Linked DNA regions of Mus musculus: region 2 is linked to region 1. Evidence: chromatin contacts called from public HiChIP or PLAC-seq data. All regions are on one chromosome and are shown on one strand. The core of a region is the stretch at or near the end of the contact, and the rest is flanking DNA. Distances in the headings are between cores, read along the strand shown. Region 1 has its middle 33 kb from the start of Lncppara. Region 2 has its middle 11 kb from the start of Gm22818.

Region 1 (2,626 bases), core at 42-2,541:
GATGTTTTCTCTTTTCTATTGTTTAAAATGTCTGCTATAATATTTTATACGCTCGATAAAATCTCTACAAGGCTAGCAGACCCTACACCTGAGATCAGAAACTGTGTTTCACAAATCCCAAGTTCCGGATGGAGGACAGTGTGGTGTTCTCTGCAAGCTGCCTGGCTTTGGGTTCGAGAGCAACCTACCTGGAATGTGTCCCCGACTCTGAAAGATCCCTGCAGTAGGACCCCTCTTAGAAATCTGCCCATTAAATATTTAAATGCTAAGGAGCTAAAGTGAAAAAGGCTCTTACCTCTCCAACCTTGATCATGCCCGCGGCGCACACGTCCACCGCCCTGCCAGACCACGTCTTGGCCGCCGCTAGCGCTGCGCTGGCATGCCCGCGGCCGCTGGCTGGAGTCCGGGGTGACTTGCGTTGGGCTCCTGGGCGCGCAGAAACAGCCGAGGGCAGTGCGGAGCCGCTCCCGCAACTCTTCGCAGGGTGGGACGGCCTCTGGCCAGCTTACGGCGAGGCCCCAAACCCGGGACCCACCGCTCTCCGGGCTTCTGCAGTCTTACATCCAACGACCCACCACGCAAGAGTGGCCCGAAGGATCGAGTCACGCGTCCACGGCTGGCGCCACTGGAGACCTTTGTCCCGGACGCCAACGAGAGTGTGCGGGCCCGCGTGCGCCCACGCCCTGCCGCGGAGGACCGGGCCGGCGTGCTCCGTGACTTTCTCCAAGTTCACGTGCATCCCGGAGCGGCCAGGCGGGCGCAGCGGGCCCGGACGCTCAGAGCCTGGCCGTCGGGCGGGCTCGGGACCCAGCGGCCCAGGGCGCGAGCGTGGCCACGGTGAGAGCCACCGGGGGCGGCCGGAGGGCACCGGGACGGAGCGGGCCACTCGTCTGGCGCTGCCCGGGCTCCGAATGCAGCGGTGGCTTGGCACAGACGCGCCGCGCGCCCGGTGCATGCTAATGGCCGGCGGGCGCGCCATGAATTATTCAGCAGCGGCGCGGAGAGGACGAGCGCGGCTCGGAGGGCGGCCTGGGCCGCGCGTCCCCCGCCGCTGCAGAGCGGCCGCACCGACTTCCCAAACTTTCCCCGGCCCGCACCGAGGATGCGGCCCCCGCGGCGCCGCGGTCCCCGCCCGAGCGCGCTGGCCGCGCTTCCCCCGTTGCCGCCTATTTTATGTCTTTTGTCTCGGAGTTGGCACCTGTCCCAGAGAGCGCGTTTCCCTGCCCACCCCTTCGCCGCCGGATCGGGGCGGGGGAGGGGGCACGGGGGACCGGGGAGGAGGGGACGAGGGAAGCGAGGCGCCCGCGCGCCCTGCGTCCTGGGGAGACCGCCCGGGGGCGGTGGCGGCGGCCGTGCCCGAGCACCCGGGCACCCCTGCTCCGCGGGGAGGTCAGGGTTGCGAACGCGCCCGGAATACCAACGAGGCCGCTGTGCCCGCTGCGGGCCCGTGCGTCCGGGCGCCGCCCCTCCCGGGCGGCCCCCACCCAGACGGGCGCGCTTGGGCTGGGAGGGCGGCGGGAGCTGCGGATTCGCCGCCCCGGCCCCGCGCCTGGCCCCGCAGCTCCGCGTGCGCGCCCCCGCAGGCACGCCGCCCCGGGCGCTCCCCGCTTGCGCGCGCCCGCCCCGCGGCCCCGCCCGTCGCCTTCGCGCGCCCACCCCACTGGGCACCGCACCGCGGAGACCCACCGGTAGAGCCCCGGGGCCAACGCAGCGGGGAGGGCTGAGCAGGAGCGCGTCCCCTGCCCGCGCTGCCCGCGCCACCCGCGCCGCCTTGGCACGGAGGCGGCTGCCCGGGCGCGCTCCGCGGCTGCGCTCCAAGGCTCTGGCTGCCATGATTGCGGGCAGTACCGGGACGCGCGTGCACGCTCGGGGCCGATTGGGACCCTCGGTCTACAGGATCCCCCTCTGCCCGCCCGCAGCCTGGTACGCGCAGAGGACAGCCGCCAGGGTCACGGAGCTCTAGATAGCGTACTGAGACAACGTTGTGGGCCCGATAGTGGCAGTGGCTTCCCGCAGGAAGGGCGCGCGCATGGGCGACCCAGCCAGTCCAACGGAGCAAGGGGCGCGGTGCCCAGCGGGGTACGGCAGGGAGAGCACACAACCTCTCGAATGGGTATGGGAAGTAATGCACAGAACTGAGCATGCAAAGGGGCCGTGCAAGGTGCCTGGGAAGGCATGGGATTCGCGGAGGCATGTTGCCCAGAGCTGGTGCCCACCTCCAGGCTCGCTCCTTTCCCGCTGGAAACAACTTCCTGCTATTAGGACTGGGGCACGGGAGCTGCGAGGGTAGTTCAAGGCCATGGCTTTGCTCTCAGCCCTTCAGCGACACTGCTGGCTCCAGGCCACCCCGGGCCCCTAAAAGGGGGAATGGGACGGCTGGGCTCCAGGACCTGGTTATTGGTTAGAATGCCAAGGAGGCCGCAGCGTCTTTCAGATCGCTTCACTGGCGCGCACAAGCGTTTTCCAAACACAGGCCAGCCTGGGCCTCAGGCTCTCAGAGACACATGTGAACACAGGGTCCCTAGACTTGGATTCCCTCCTCCTGTCCAGACATGCTCTGGATCACAGCCACTTGGACCTGGCTGGTTCTGGAGGTGTATGATAGCCCGTTGACGACCAGGGCCAG
Region 2 (2,626 bases), core at 58-2,557, 530 kb before region 1:
CATCACACAATGGTAGCTCAAGAACCATCAGTGGCTCTGGGTGTCTATGGGACACCAGGACTGCTGTTAGGTTCAGACTTCTCAGAGGGTTCCTTCTTTTTCTCCCTTTGCCCAGTCCTCTCTGCATTGACTCCAGGATCCTTTCAACCTGTTGCTGAGACCCCTGGAGCCCCACAGCCCCAGGGTTTCCAACCCCCATTTCCAAGGCTCATTTCTCCAGTTTGTGCTTTCCACCGGATGCTTTCCTGTCCCGAGTGCCAGTTGACTTGATGATGTCTTTCTGGGGCATGTGTAGGATCCCAGAGCTGTCTCTTAGGTGGCCCAAGCTTCATGGGACTCAAGCATATCCTAGTCAGCCTCTCTCTGAGCCTAACCACACCCATCTGTAAAAGAGGGAACCTGCTCCATCTTGCATACCTCATAAGTAAAAATCAAAGAAGCAATAACTGGGGAATTGCCCTGGTGAGATGCAGTCTCCTGACAAGTCCTGGGACTGGACTTTACTTAGCACAAAGGCAACTCAACAAACATCTCTTCCAAGAAGGATTCTGAGAATCTGTAGGACTGAGGGTCCCCAGTACCAGACAGATCCTCCTCAAGTCCGTGAGCGATCCGATGGCACCATGCCAGGCTCAGTCCCACTTCCTTAAGGCACAATGCACGGGTGATTGGTCACAGAGGATTCCTGCCCTGGCCGTCAGCTGCTCCTGCTGTCCTAATTCGGAGACTGTTGGCCCCCATGGGATGGTGGCAGCCTGGCAAAGGGGTCTCTTTCTTTCTCCTTTCTTATTTAACCTTTTTATTGATTCTTTGTGAATGGCATCATGCGCTCCAATTCCACTCATCTCCCCATCCCTTCATATCCACCCTCCGCCCTTGCAACCTCCCCCACAAAAGAAACTAAATTAAAATAGAAAACAAAAACAAAGCAAAAAGAACCCTCCCAACAAACAAAAGTCTCATGGTGGAAGCTATAGCGTGTCACAGCGTGTCACACAGCATATTCTTTTTGTCCACACATCTTTACTTGCAAATGTCCATTACAATGAGTCACTGGTTTGGTTTGAGGCCTCTCGCTTGCTTTGACTAAGCTATCTACACTGCATCCTCACCGGGACTCCTCTAGGATATCCTGTTGTTGCTCTGTGTCATGTAGATCCTGCAGCTTTGGATCTGCCTGACCTGCAGGGGGTCTCTTTCTAATGTCTCCCTATGGCTAGATAGTCAGTGACACACTCGTGTTTACTCCAGGCTATTTCCTTTTCTAAAGAGGAAGGAGGTGGATTTCTTTCTGTACAAGTTTAGGCAGCAAGCCAAGCAAGCTCTGTGCACCTAAAACTTGTCCCTGTGACACAGGCTTGTTGCTCCCAGGACTGTCACAGAATGTACACAACAAACAGTCACAGCCGGTGGGGGAATTCCATTGCTCCACCCTGAACTATCCCCCTTGCAAGTGGGCAAGCTGGAGACTGGAGGCCAGCGAATCATTCAAGGATGTCACGAACTAGCCCTCTGTTGCTAGCCGAGGCTATGGCTGGAGCCCCTCTACTGTGTGTGTGTGTGTGTGTGTGTGTGTGTGTGTGTGTGTGTGTGTGTGTGCATTTACACGTGTGTGCACATGTGGCAGAGGGTATGTATAGAAGGCACAGGTTGATGTCAGGTGTTTGGTGGGTGTGCAGTCAGGTGTGGGGGAAGCGGGTGCCTCATGCCGGCCATGAGCAAGTAGAGAGAGGGGAGGGGAGTGGGGAGAAAGAGGGTAAGGGACAAGAGGACAGAGCAGGAACAAAAAGGCAAGAGAGAGGAGGCAGCAAGCAGCCCCTTTTATAGAGTCAGTCACACCTGGCTGTTGCCAGGTAACCGTGGGGCGGAGCCTAGACAAAATGCCAACATCAGGTACCTACCTCCGTTTCTTTTCACCTTGCTTTTTCTTTTCCTTTCCTTTCCTTTCTTTTCTTTTCTCTTCTTTTCTTTGTTCTTTTCTTTTCTTTTTTCTTTCACTGAACCTGGAACCCAAACCTGATCAAACACCAGGGATGCCCCTGTCACCGCCTCCCCAGCTCTGGAATTACAAGCTCACACCAGCTCACCCAACCTCTTTTGAGTGGGTTCTGGGAGTTGAACGTGAGCCCTCATGCTTCTGTGACTGGCACTGCACCAACTGGAGCTGCCTCCCCAGCACGATGCTTTGTTTTTATTTTAAACAATTCGTTAATCATTCATTTGTTCATTTATTTTTCACAGTGGTGGAGATGAAACCCAGAGCTTGTGACTGCTTTAATGCTGAGCTATGCCCTCCACTCTGCCATCTCTGCCTCTCCACTCCAGCCAGAGTGAGCACCCTCCTCCCTCCAGCAGAGAGAGTGGAGGAGGAGGAGGAAGAGGAGGAGGAGGAGGAAGAGGAGGAGGAGGAGATAATGTGAAGGAACAGATGGGTTAGGGGCTTTCTGAGACTCCCTTTCCGTCCAGGGATGGTTTCTGGGGCTGTGACTGGCCACAGGTCAGAAAGGTACTCCTAAAAGAGACTGATCTCCATTCTGACACGACCAAGAACAGTTAGCTACAGGGTGGCCCAGCAGCCTGGGCTCTGTTCACTGAGAGCCAAGCTTCTGTTTGAATGTGGGAGCAC

Evidence for each region. HiChIP or PLAC-seq counts read pairs in DNA pulled down with a chosen protein or histone mark.
Region 2: a contact with region 1 is called in a FOXA1 HiChIP or PLAC-seq map of pancreatic cancer cells. The contact joins two enhancer-like sites. A contact is called at or near these places in 1 of 39 promoter capture datasets (pre-B cells), 2 of 115 datasets of contacts at active chromatin or transcription factors (bone marrow-derived macrophages and pancreatic cancer cells) and 1 of 9 other capture datasets (embryonic stem cells).

Annotation. Positions count from the first base shown.
Region 1 is chr15:85,669,791-85,672,416 of GRCm38.p6, reverse strand. No RefSeq gene overlaps it. Among named protein-coding and RNA genes, the nearest start is that of Lncppara, 33 kb to the left of the region's middle. Within about 2 kb of position 1,291, at least 212 of the 459 cell types and tissues checked have an H3K27ac peak or open chromatin away from gene starts, as enhancers often do. A contact at or near this core is called in bone marrow-derived macrophages and pancreatic cancer cells, where this site is marked.
Region 2 is chr15:86,199,907-86,202,532 of GRCm38.p6, reverse strand. No RefSeq gene overlaps it. Among named protein-coding and RNA genes, the nearest start is that of Gm22818, 11 kb to the left of the region's middle. Within about 2 kb of position 1,307, at least 153 of the 459 cell types and tissues checked have an H3K27ac peak or open chromatin away from gene starts, as enhancers often do. A contact at or near this core is called in bone marrow-derived macrophages and pancreatic cancer cells, where this site is marked.